Regions from separate parts of the Ovis aries genome. Here regions 1 and 3 are each linked to region 2. A link is a contact called in public Hi-C data. All regions are on one chromosome and are shown on one strand. The core of a region is the stretch at or near the end of the contact, and the rest is flanking DNA. Distances in the headings are between cores, read along the strand shown. Region 1 holds the start of TPM1 (tropomyosin 1). Region 2 holds the start of APH1B (aph-1 homolog B, gamma-secretase subunit). Region 3 holds the start of LACTB (lactamase beta).

What was found. A called contact is a pair of places that touch in the nucleus more often than the background predicts.
Region 1: a Hi-C map of muscle shows a contact between it and region 2, with 4 times the contacts expected there. The contact joins the promoter of TPM1 here to the promoter of APH1B in region 2. A contact is called at or near these places in 2 of 16 Hi-C or Micro-C datasets (muscle and tail adipose tissue).
Region 3: a contact with region 2 is called in a Hi-C map of liver, with 2.7 times the contacts expected there. The contact joins the promoter of LACTB here to the promoter of APH1B in region 2. A contact is called at or near these places in 2 of 16 Hi-C or Micro-C datasets (hypothalamus and liver).

The regions. Positions count from the first base shown.
Region 1 is chr7:45,205,848-45,209,954 of ARS-UI_Ramb_v3.0, forward strand. TPM1 (tropomyosin 1) reads right to left here and starts at 2,238. Exons shown (of 9, transcript NM_001126351.1): 1 at 2,125-2,238; 2 at 920-1,045. The coding sequence starts at 2,238. LOC132660183 (a long non-coding RNA gene) reads left to right here and starts at 1,768. Exons shown (of 2, transcript XR_009601486.1): 1 at 1,768-1,931.
Region 2 is chr7:44,961,596-44,966,158 of ARS-UI_Ramb_v3.0, forward strand. APH1B (aph-1 homolog B, gamma-secretase subunit) reads right to left here and starts at 1,465. Exons shown (of 7, transcript XM_060417837.1): 1 at 1,248-1,465. The coding sequence starts at 1,360.
Region 3 is chr7:45,109,865-45,114,155 of ARS-UI_Ramb_v3.0, forward strand. LACTB (lactamase beta) reads right to left here and starts at 2,956. Exons shown (of 6, transcript XM_015096997.4): 1 at 2,532-2,956; 2 at 2,033-2,099; 3 at 328-518; 4 at 1-49. The coding sequence starts at 2,894.

The DNA of each region.
Region 1 (4,107 bases), core at 988-3,487, 250 kb after region 2:
TAGGCTTAATTAGCTTCCAGAATGGTGTGAAAAAGAAGTCATTCCTTTGGAAATCTAATGCCTGTCTTGACTTATGCAGCAGAAGAGGCAAGCTCTTCAGCTAGAAGAGATTTCAGAGGGCAGTGGACAAAATACTGGCAGAGCTTTTGTGGTGTATGCATCATCCTCGAGACTATGTGGTGGCTGTCGGAGGCTGGCAGGTCGGGGCGGGGCGAGCAGGGGAACCAGGGGCAGCTAGCACACTATACCATATAAAGCACTGAGCTATATATAACTCCCAGCTTACTTTCTGGATCTAGTGCCCTCAGAGTGCAGACTCAAGCAAGTATCATCTTCCCAGGCAGATCTGAAGGGCTGGATTAAGACTTCCCTGGTAAGGAGGCCTCAAGGGTTTCTGAGGCCCACCATCAAGCTTAACCTTCTCAGAATAAGTAGCACGCGCTATGTCATTCTTTCAATACAGAGGCCAGGTCCTCTGAATCCTGACTAGATTGGTCACTGAAAACCAGGCCTTCCCACCCACCAGAGATGGCAAAAAGAAAACGGAGAAAACTAGGCATTCTATTTGCACAAACCTTGGTGATGACACCTCAGAGGTTTTCTGCCACCACAGGGAAGGGTTCACTTCCAGAGTCCAATTTCAGTTGCCGTGTTCTCCCAGATTCTCACCACCCCCACCCCCTCCAACCCCAGGGGTGAAGAAAGAAGGAGAAAAAAGAGAGAGGAATGGATGAAATAAAAATGAACTGTGCAGTAGCAGTTGAGGGCAGCGTCCAGTGCTCTGGGCCATGGCAGGCTGTGCGCACGTGTCCAGCTGAGAGGAGGTGACCCTCCTCCATGGTTTTCCGGCCCCTGTGATGACCCCCAGAGCAGGCCCCAAGGGCAGGAGGTGAGGGGGGCAGTGTGTGCGTGCACTTACGTCGGTGGCCTTTTTCTCCGCCAGCTCCAGCTTCTCCTGGGCATCTTTGAGAGCCTCGGAGTATTTGTCCAGTTCATCTTCGGTGGCCTTGAGTTTCTTTTGCAGCGACACCAGCTCATCTTCCAGCTGGGAGTTGGCCGTGGGGGACGGGGACGGGACGGGGTGGGGGGTGCGGCAGGCAGCGTGATCCCGCAAGGGAGGGTTGTGGGTGCACAGAGCCAGAAGGACAGGGACAGCGGGAGAGAGAAAGGGAAAGACAGGGAGGGAGAGAGAGAGAGACAGAGTTAGCCATTCGTGCGCCGCGCCGCGCGCGCCCGGGGTACCTTGGCGGCGGTTTCGTCGGCGGCCAGGAGGCTGTCCTCTGCCTTGTGCAGCTCCTCCAGCACCCGGTCCCGCTCGTCCTCCGACACCCGCAGCAGCTTCTCCTTGGCCGCTATGTCCTCCTCGAGCTGGGGGGCGGCGGCGGGCGGGCGCGGGCGGCCGGCACGGACCGGGTGTTAGACACACACACACAACACGGGCACCGGGTTGGCTGGGGCCCTTCAGCTTTGGGGCGCCACCGAGTTGGGGTTCAAGGGTCCCTAGGTAACCTCCTCTTGTCCCGAGGCTACTTCATACCCCCCACCGCTCCCGGGGACGACACTCCTACCGAGGTCTCAGCGGGCTCAAGGCCACAACTTGGCGTTGCAGAATAAATGGATGGCCCCCGATTCCGCGCCCGCCATACACTCTCTTCTGTCCCATCTTTGTTTTAACCAAAAAAAAAAAACCTCCGTGACTGTCGTTCCCCCCTCCCTGACTTCCTCCCTCCCCCAGTTGAAGGTTTTATCTCCCCCGGTCAAAAGTCCAGAAGAACTTCGAACACTTTCTGGACTTGATTCCCTTCAACCCTCCTCCTCTCCCCCACCCCCAGATCCAAAATTGTTTTCTGATCCTCAGAACCAAGTGCCTCTAGCACTTGATGGGACTTGACGGTCTCCGGCAACCGGAGAAGGGAAATAAGCGTCCCCAGGTAAGAGAAAAAGTTAGAATAAGCCAGTCCTGCTCTTCCCCTCCCGCTTCTCAGGCGCCCTGGAGTGGGGGTGGCTCCCGGAGTCCTCGGGGTGAGGGGCCAGGAAGGGGTGCTAGGCCGGGTCCCGGGGCTCCGGGCCCCAGGGCGGGCGGGGCGCGGGCGACCCCCGGGCGCACGGTTGGGAGGCGCAGACCTGCTTGCTCCTGTCCTCCGCTGCCTTCTTATCGGCCTCCGCCTGCTCCGCTCGATCCAAGGCGTTCTCCTTGTCGAGCTTGAGCATCTGCATCTTCTTCTTGATGGCGTCCATGGTGGCGGCGGCGAGGGGCCCTGGGGCTGCGGCGGGAGCAGGGAGGCGAGCGCGCGGTGAAGCGGCGGAGCCGGAGTGCGAGCGCCGAGCCGCCTGCTGCTCCCAGATATGTACTTTCCCAAGGGGGCGACCGCATTCCTCAAGACAGCCAATACTTTTTTGGAAGAGCTTTTTTCTCCTGCCCCCTTTCCCCCTTCTCCTCCCTCCGCCCCCCGCGCCCTCCCCGCTGCTCCCGCGGGGGCTGCTCGCCCATTCGCTGCCGCCTGCCGGCCTCCCAGTTGACGGTGGATATGACTATATATGGGGACCCGAGCAGCCAGCCGAGGCAGCCGCCGGGCGAGGCCTCCAGTTTTCCAAACCTGCACGCCAGGGAGAGGGCACTGGGGCCTCTCCCGGACCGGGGGCCCGGGTACTTCCCTCCGCCCTCTGCGCCCCCTCCTCCCGGGGTTCACGCTCCGGCTCTAGGGTCCCCAGCCGAGCCGTCCTAAGTCACAGGAGGCCTGAGGAGCGAGCCGGGCAGGTAGAGGATGCGCGTCGCTTTCTGGGCCGCCAGACCCAGCGGCTCGCTAAGCATCAGGACCTGGGGTCCCCGCAGCCACCGCGATGGTGTCCAGGCCCATGCGCTCCCGGCGCCCGCCCTGCCTACAGGGTGTCAGCACGGGCTGGCTTTCATGTTCTGGAAACTCAACTGGAGCAGAGAAAGAACAAGTTGGAGGGAGACCTGGGGTGCTGTATATGTCTGCTGGTGCGGGCCAGAACGTCTGCAAATCTGTCTTATGCGGTTCTCTGTCCCCCAGGGGAAAGACAGTTGTATACCTTAGGAGGGACATAGGACTCGGTTCTGTGTGTGCCTGTGTGTGGTACTTCCCCAAAGGGTGGGGTGTGTTTGTTGGTGTGTGGGTGGGAGCTTGCGAGTTTAACGGGAAAGGCTATTGAGTTTAGAGTCAGGCAACTTAGTTTTTTGGTCTCTCTCACCAGCAGCTCTGACAAGCGAGTTGACAAGCTCTAACAACTTGACAAGCCAGTTGGCCTCTGTGCTACATCTTTAAACCTGAGGATGAGGGGTAGATGATCCCTATGATGCCACCAGATCTAACTTTTAATCATTTTCCTTGCACTGAGTTTAGCGAGTTGGCCTCTTTCCATGTTAGGCACTCAGGTACTAGGTTACTAAAACACAGGGATAAATGTTATCCCAGCCAAGTCATTGTATCCACAGCTATAACTCTGAGGAGGGAACAGGCCCTGCTCTGTACAGCAAGCTTTGCTCAGAGGTAGGAGGGTTTCCTCCTATAACTCTTACTCCTCCCAGTCCCCATGGGGAAAAGCCTGCTCTTTTCAGACTTTCGATGGGAAGGGAAGAAAGGGCTGTTCCCAAACCCTGCTTGATACTGGCTGAGGCAGAGCTGGTGAGGGTCTTGTTGGGTCTTGTTAACAGTCCCCACAGAATAATTCACAACCTGTCCTACATGGATACTGAATATTCCCTGGACGGTATCTGAGCAGATCAGGCAGGTCAAACATCTTGTAAGTCCTTCAGAGAATGATCAAGTTCCTCCCAGGATTTTATCAGGTTTCTTCCACTGACCCAACTGCCCAGGAGGGGGGAAAAAATATACCCTGACCTAATGGTGAGAACACTAGATTTGTGTGCACAGGCACTGCATGGTATAGAAATTCACCAGGACCCTTTAATCGCCACATGTGAACCCAGCCACTGGAACACTGACAGAGTTCAAGGCCTCTGGGTCATATACAGATGTGTGGACCCCAGGGAGCTGACTTCCCAGCTTGGAGCTCAGCATAAGGTTTATGCGTAGGGACCCCAGAGTTAGACCCTGGAATCCAAACTTGGCCTGGCTACCTCCT
Region 2 (4,563 bases), core at 215-2,714:
CAAGGACTGTCTGGCTGGAAATTTCGTTATTTGCTAATTAAGCTTCCTAATTAAAGCTTTGTCCACTCATGTGTAAATATTTTTTCCAGGAAAATGTCTATGTCTCTATTAACAGAACAGTTGTTTAAAATCCAGATGTTGAAAGCCTGTGCTCTGATCTAGATCAGTTTCCCAGGTCTGGTTTTTACAACATTCCTGTGGAGTTTAATGATTATAACAAGCTTTACAGACTTTCTGCCCAAATCTCTATTGTATTTTGTTTTGTTTTACTTGGCCACATAGGGTCTTAGTTGTGGCCAGCAGGTGTGGTTACCCCGCAGCAGGCATGTCGGATCTTGGTTCCCCAACCAGGATCGAACCAGAGTCCCCTGAACTTAATGGCAGATTCTTAACCACTGGACCACCAGTGAAGTCCCTCTATATTGGTTTTTAAATGACTCTTGTGATGCAGCACTTTCAATACAGTGTGAGTGGTGAAGAAGTTCAGAAAAGGTGGGACTCACTGGCCTGGCCTCGCCGTTTCTCCTGATGCCAATTGAGACTTAACAGCACAGAGGGTCATGGGGAAGCTCCAGTAAGAGCTGCCAGACAGGTGAAAACTGGCATTACGATCACATTCGCCACAGGAGTTCAGTATTGACCAAGCTCCTGGAAAGAGATGCACTACAGGTGATGCGGAGTTTTCACAGGCTTCTTACCCTTTGGCCGCATACCTGGGTCACCTGGGTCTCTTAGATTGCGTAGTCCGAATCCCATCCCCTAGACATTTGATCAGTTGATCACGGGTAGGGATTGGGCAGGAGTGTGTTTTAAAGCACCTGATCCCCAGATGCTTAAGGGCTCTTAACTAGCTTGGGATTAGAGATGCCTGTTTGAATCTGACGGGCGCTCTCTTCAAATAAATCAAAGATGCATATTTGAAGTTATCCACAATTCTTTACACAGTTTTAATGTATGACGAACGCCCACCCACGGACCCTAGGCAAAGACTACCGAGCCAAGCGCCAGGGTTTTCTGAGACCCACGGCGTGAGCTCCTTCACGACGTGAGCTCGCTCTCTGAGGTCGCCGACCCTCGGAGGAGGGCAAGAAGTCCCAGCGGAAGGGGTCTCAGCTCTCCCACTGCCAACCATTCTCCGCTCTAAAGCCCAACGTGATCGAGATGTTTGGTGGGGCGCCAGGGATCGCGGGTACCCCCGGCGGGGGAGGGGAGCCCCGGGTCCAGGTTTCCCGGCGCAACCGCCTTACCCAATGATGAGAAAGATGATGCGTAACGGCTCGGTGACGATGGTGAAGATGTAGAGGGCGAGCGCAGGCCCGAAGGCAATGAAGGCGCAGCCGAAGAACACGGCCGCCGTCATGGCGACCGCAGAAGCCTGCCGAGGTGGGGGCCTGGCCTGGACACTGGGGCGCAGAGCGCCGAACCAGCTGAGCACCGGGACGAGGGCGGGGCAGGACCAGGGACTGGAGGCGGGGCGAGAGCGGGGCGCCGCGGAGGGCGAGGGCGTGGTGGAGGCGGGGCGAGGTGCGCCAATGGGCGGGCCGCGGCGGTGGGCGGACCGCGGCGGAGGCACGGGGCGCTGCGCGGCGAAGGGCGGGACGCAGCGGGGCGGGGCTGGAGGGAGGGGCGCGGCGGGGCGGGGCGCGGCGGGGCGCGGCGGGGCGGGGCGCGGCGGGGCGCGGCGGGGCGGGGCGCGGCGGGGCGGGGCGGGGCGCGGCGGGGCGGGCCTCACCGGGCTTCCGCTCTGGAGTCGTTGTTGTTGGTTGCTTGCTCAGTCCTTCTCCACTCTACGAGCCCGTGGACTGCAGCACCAGGCTTCCCTGTCCTTCACCATCTCCCGGAGTTTGCTCAAATTCTTGTCCATTGAGTTGGTGATGCCATCCAACTATCTCATCCTCTGTCGTCCCTTCTCCTCTTGCCTTCAATCTTTCCCAGCATCAGGATGAGCTGGCTCTTCGCATCAGGTGGCCAAAGTATTGGAGCTTCAGCATCAGTCCTTCCAATGAATATTCAGGATTGATTTCCTTTAGGGTTGACTAGTTTGATCTCCTTACAGTCCAAGGGACTCTCGAGAGTCTTCTCCAATAACACAGTTTGAAAGCATCAATTCTTTGGTGCTCAGTCTTCTTTATGGTCCAACTCTCACATACGTACATGACTACTGGTAAAACCATAGCTTTGACTATGTGGGCCTTTGTCAGGAAAGTAATGTCTCTGCTTTTTAATGCGCTGTCTAGGTTCCTCACAGCTTTTTTTTCTAAGGAGCAAGCATCTTTTAATTTCATGGCTGCAGTCATTTGCAGTGATTTTGGAGCACAAGAAAATAGTCTTTTACTGCTTCTATTGTTTCCCCATCTCTTTGCCATGAAGTGATGGCACCGGATGCCATGATCTTAGTTTTCTGAATGTTGAGTTTTAAGCCAGCTTTTTCACTCTCCTCTTTCACTTCCATCAAGAGGCTCTTTAGTTCCTCTTCGCTTTCTGCCATAAGGATGGTGTTTTCTGCATATCTGAGGTTATTGATATTTCTCCCGGCAATTTTGATTCCAGCTTATGCTTCATCCAGCCCAGCATTTCCCATGATATACACTGCATATAAGTTAAATAAGTAGGGTGACAACATACAGCCTTGACATACTCCTCTCCCAATTTGGAACCAGTCTGTTGTTCCATGTCCAGTTCTAACATGTCTCAAGGTGTAGTAGCTTCTGATCCAGAGGCAGAGATCGCTGGAGATTTTAGAATTGGAGCAAAGCACTCAGTCCCCTGCTGCCACTAACTGTATACATCAAGCTGGCCAAGGACACCAGCTGTGAGGTGCCTAAGAGGAGTGGAGGTCCCCAACCCCCTTTGTATCCAGGACAGGGGAAGATTCCAGATCAACTGAAGAAGAACACACAGGACATAGGCAGGATTCCATTTCTAAACAAAGGAGTCTTTTTTTTTAAAGGACATTATGCCATTTGTTGACTGTACAAAACTAGCTGGAGTGGCTGTGACGACCCAGGTGATAACTCTCAGACTGTAAAAGCCCCGTCTCGGGGTTGTTTTGGTGAGCTAGTTTTATTTGTACTCCACTCCTGCCAAGTCTTTACAAAATTGTTTTGAAGGCATTCATAGTAACAGGAACATCTCCCTGCTCAGTTTTTACTCGTTTGTCTCTCCCATTAATACATAAAATTTTGTAGGGCAGGGTTTTTGTTTTGTTCTTTGTTGTTTGCACAACAGCAGTGGCTCAGATGGTAAAGAATCTGCCTGCAATTCAGGAGGCCTGTGTTGTATCCCAAGGTTTGGAAGTTCCCCTAGAGAAGCGAATGGCTACCCACTCCAGTACTCTTGCCTTCAGACCAGAAGAGGGTGCTCACTAAATACCTATTCAATGAATGAAATAATTTTAAAAGTGGAATTCACAAACATTTGCTGCTTTACATTAATTGAACAGTTTCTGAGAGTTTTACAAATTAAAACCAGAAGGTTTATTTCCCTGATCATTCACATCTAATAAGATTTATCTCCATGTCTAACAGTCTGGTCTTAAGTCGCTCAGTCTTGTCTGACTCTGTGACTCCATGGACTGGATGGAGCCTGCCAGACTCTTCTGTCCCTGGAATTCTTTAGGTAAGAATATTGGAACGGGGTTACCATTCCCTTCTCCAGGGGATCTTCCCAACCCTATGATTGAACCCAGGCCTCCTGCATTGCAGGCAGATTCTTTACTGTCTTAGCCACATTTAATGGGGATAATAATATTTAACATATTATGCATTATTTTGAGGATTGTGCCTGCTTGGTAAGTGCAATATAAATGTTAGCCATTTCTACTTATTCTTTATCTATCATGAATAAAGCTATTGGGAATCAACACTGAAAAGACAAAAATTGGGACCTGAATGAAGATGTATTGCGGCTGATTTCTTTATGGTAAAATGTCATCTTTGTCCATTTAAAATAGACATATATAGTTTCTTTTTACTCCACAGATTTTTCTTCATTTTGAAATGTCTTTTCCAGTATCTATTAAAACTCAGGTTGAGACAATAGTTGAAATTGATAAAGTGATTCACCATTAGATATATTCCTTTGGTTCTATCCTGAATCAGATTTGTCAAATGTAATTACATTACTTCAGCTTCATGCAGAAATGCCTTCATAGAAGCATATCATTCTCATGTCCTTGGTGTGAAATTAAGCTTCTTTTAATACAAGAAATTGTAAGCAGATACAATAGAGGATCCCCTGAGAAAGAGAAGCAGGCATGGCTTTATTGACATAAGAAAAGCCGTTTTTGGCCTAAGCTATTTTGTCATCTAAGCCTGGACACAATCCTTGTCCTTGAACAGGTCTTAGTAATTAATAATCTTCTTTTTTAAAATATTGATTTTTATTTATTTGGCTGTGTTGGGTCTTAGTTGTGGCATGTTGACTCTAGTTCCCTTGCCAGCTACTGAACCTGGGCCCCCTGGTTCACACTCTTAGCCACTGGACCACCAGGGATGTCCCAGTAATTAATAATCTTAAGGAAATAAAAGAATGCAGGACTGTTATCAGGCAAGAGAAGCAACA
Region 3 (4,291 bases), core at 1,706-4,205, 150 kb after region 2:
GACGAATTCCACTTAAATGGGAAATCAATAATCTTGTTGTGACAGACACCTAAAAGTAAAAATAAAAATTCAACTATGGTATTAAACTGCATAATAAAAAGTCAGTAGCCTTGGAATAATGTTTCAGCAATATTTTCCATTTTAAGCTGCTGCTATCATGTACACATCTTTAGCCTCAAATTTTAGAAAAATATCCACTCAGTTATTATCAGGATAAAATAAAACTTTAATCCATTAATTAAATTTAAAAACAAATAAAATAATCTTATGAAACCTTTTAAAAACCACTTAGACATCATTAGAAAAACGAATTATGAACTTCATTACCTTTTCACCTTCATATTCTTTTTCTGGGAATTCAGGAACATAATGTTGTACTGGAATATCAAGATCCAGTTTCCCTGCTTCCCACAGTTTGGCAATAGCAACCATGGTGAGGCTTTTGCTGATACTGGCAATTCTCATAACTGTCTCTGGCTTGCATGGTACACGGTTCTCAACATCAGCATAACCTAAACCTTTGGGAGAAAAAAGCAAAAAGTCATAATAGGTCTCATGGTCAAAGGAGTCTTCAAAAACTGAAATAATACTATCTTAAAACAATCTATGTGCTTATCAAAAGAAAAAGCTATTCTACTTGCATAATTAATCAAAACTGAACACATAAGGGATGAGTCTTAGCAATACTGACAACAGTAGGCCTAACAATTTAACCTTATAACAAGACTGAAACTGTACCCTGTGCAAAACAGTAATGTTATGATTCAGTTACTGATGCTTAGCTTATCTAAAAAATTTGGTTATTCCATATTTTAAATAAATTACATTCTTTAAGGAAAACATCATTGTTCTTCAGATTATATTTATTCTTGATTTTTTAGGGAGTTTATACAAAATCCCTTAAAATGACTAATAAAACAAATGTGAAAAGATGCCCCAGAAAACCAATCAAGCTAATCATCAATTAAATTCAGCTGCAGGTCAGAAGAAGACTAATGTACTCATGGGGTCGCAAAGAGTCAGACACGACTGACAACAACAACGAGTTTAAATAAAGCTCCTTCTAATCTCTGAGCCATCAGGGAAGCCCAGAAAATATTTTAAGTTTGGTTTCATCTTCTGTAGGATAAAAGTGTGGCAATCTAAGATATATAAAGAACTTAGATCTGAAAAGAATGAAAAGGTATAATTATTTTCACCTGTAAATGTAGATTATGCAGAAAAATACTTGCATAAAAACAGAGCCCTCACCTACAGAGCTGACATTTATATAATTTTTATTATAATATCTTTCATAAATGTTGATTGGGCTATGCTTAAACTTGGATAAAGAATCATTTTTTCTTTAAATTCAAAACCTTACTGCTCCTATCAACTTCTAAAAGTACTCCTTCCTTTAAATGATGTCTGAGACAACATTTCCTAAAAGCTGGGTTTCTAAAAACCTTCTGTGATGAGTTGGACCAGTTTGTGCACAATGGAAAAGTAAACCAAATTACAAAATTCTTTGATAAAAGTATCACAGAATGACTAGAAATCTATCTTCCCAAGTTGCTAGCTTTTTCTGAAAATATAGCTGACATCCCCGTATAGTCAAAAACAAAGAAAGTAGATTGTAAACTCGTTGACAAAAAGGAATCATGTATATCCCCAGTTCTTAGTACTGTGCATTTTACACAACAGAGGACTCATAAATCGACTGAATTAAAAAGGAAAACCACTACATTCTGATGTTTTATTTAATCATAAGGGTTATCTACAAACGTGCAGTTAACAGACTGTTTTATACACAACTTTGAAAGCAATAAATTCAGTCTTTTAAGAAAGTGGGGGTAGAAACAACCCATCTTTAAGACTCCATTTTATTCATCAGTCATATTTTAAGCCTTGCTATTCTATTCCAACACAGAATAAAGTCCAATTCTTTATTCTGTTAGACACTTTTCTCTGAAGTATGTATTCCACTTCATGGAAGATTTTATTCACCGACTGGCAGAAAATAAGCCAATAAATAAAGCTATTCTGAGCCTACCTTCTGACCAGACTTCTTTTCCATCTACAGAGACTCCAACTACGATGCCAGGTGCGCCCACCTCATCCTAAGAGCCAAGGGGAGAGCATAGTTCAAGAGCACAGCTCAAAGACAGTCCGAAATCCGCCTGCGCCTTCCTCGAGGGCTTCCCTCGGCCCCGCCCCACCACGCCCCCTCTCCCCGGGCCCCGCCCACCTCCGCTCCGGCCGGCCGGGCGCTAACGGTGAGGGGTGTGCCTGCTGGGCACCCTGAGGGGGAAGGGGCGGTCCCCGAGGCGGACCTTGACCTCCGCCCCGACTGGGGCAACCTCCCAACAGCTTCTGACCATGGCCGGGAGAACGGGAAACGGGAAGTCTTTTTCGCCACCAGCCGGCATCCCGCCGCCCGGGATGGGGTCCTCTCGCCCCGAAGGATAACCACCAAGGGGCCTCATTACTCCGGGGTGACGCCGGGGGTGGGGCGCCGGGTTCCCGGCTGCCTACACCCCCGGTCGCTCCACCTTGATCCTGTGCAGGAGGTCGCGGCTACTGTCGATGGCTCTGGCGAAGTGTCTGGCGTGCGGCGGCGCCAGGGTCTGCGGAGACCACGGGGCGAGGGGCTGTTCCTGCGCCTGCAGCAGCTCGGCCTGAGGCGGGGCCTCGGGGTCGGGGGCCGCGGCAGGTGGCGCGGGGGATGCGCCCCTCAGCCCGCCGGCCAGCTTAACCCCAAGTGCCAGCCCCAGCCCCAGCCCGAGGCCCCCGACCCACCCGGGGCCGAGTGGCGGCAGCCCAGCGCGCTGATGAACCGCACGCCGCCCACAGCCCCAGGCGCAGCCCCCGGTGGTCGCGGCCCTGGCCGTCACGGCTGACAGGAGCCGGTACATGGTGTCTCTGGCGAGCAGGCAGCTTCAGAGCTCCCACAGGCCGGGCTGGTGGCTGAGGCTCTAGGAAGGGATGGGAGGGCGGGGAAGGGAGGGGGGCGGTGACTGCGCTCGGGCCCTAGCAGTCAAGGCACGATGGGCGGAGCGCCGATAGCATCGAGTCCTTCCTCTTTTCCTTTTTTAACTTTGTCCTGTCTCTTTCTTGATATTTCTTCATCTTTCTCCCTCCCCTCGTTTCCCCCCTTCTGCCTCCTCTTAGATCCGGTGTCGCCTCTTCAGAGAAGCGTTCGTAGGCCCCGTCCCTAGGAGCTCTCTCCACACCTGGAGCCCCAATGTGCACATCTTCAGTTCAGTTCAGTTCAGTCGCTCAGTAGTGTCCCACTCTTTGCGACCCCATGAATTGCAGCACACCAGGCCTCCCTGTCCATCACCAACTCCCGGAGTTCACCCAAACTCATGTCCATCGAGTCAGTGATGCCATCCAGCCATCTCATCCTCTGTCGTCCCCTTCTCCTCCTGCCCCCAATCCCTCCCAGCATCAGTCTTTTCCAATGAGTCAACTCTTTGCATGAGGTGGCCAAAGTATTGGAGTTTCAGCTTCAGCATCAGTTCTTCCAAAGAACACCCAGGACTGATCTCCTTCAGAATGGACTGGTTGGATCTCCTTGCAGTCCAAGGGACTCTCAAGAGTCTTCTCTAACACCACAGTTCAAAAGCATCAATTCTTCAGCGCTCAGCCTTCTTCATAGTCCAACTCTCACATCCATACATGACCACTGGAAAAACCATAGCCTTGACTAGATGGACCTTTGTTGGCAAAGTAATGTCTCTGCTTTTGAATATGCTATCTAGGTTGGTCATAACTTTCAGTAACACTTAAGGCTTTGTTTCACTCAACTAATCTGATTTCTTACCAGGCTGACTTACTTTAGATCTTCAGCTCCTGCAACAGCGCTTGGCACACAGCAGCAGCTCAGTAGGCAGCTCCTTTCCCCAGGACCCTTTTCCTCTCTTGTCATGTCTATTCTTTATGTCTCATTTCAGCTTCTTCCATTTCTCTGAGGCTCTTTAAAATCTCTTACTTCTGAAAGTCTAGCTTCACACCACATCAAACATATAACAATATTGTTGTATCTAGGCCTCATATTAAAAAAAAATGCTGTTAAAAATTCTGTGAATAAAATTTGCACTTAAAACTTCTAATCCAAAAGTATCATGTAATTTGTAGTTAGGTATGATCTCTGACAGCTGTAGATGATCAGAGGTTCTTGTGAAATAAGAAACCTAACCTCAGGTTACCATAAAATGTAAAAGGAGTATAATCCTAACTGAACAGTTAATGAGATGTTAATTTTGAAGATAAGCATTCATTACTTCGGGATATATAATTATCTTTTATA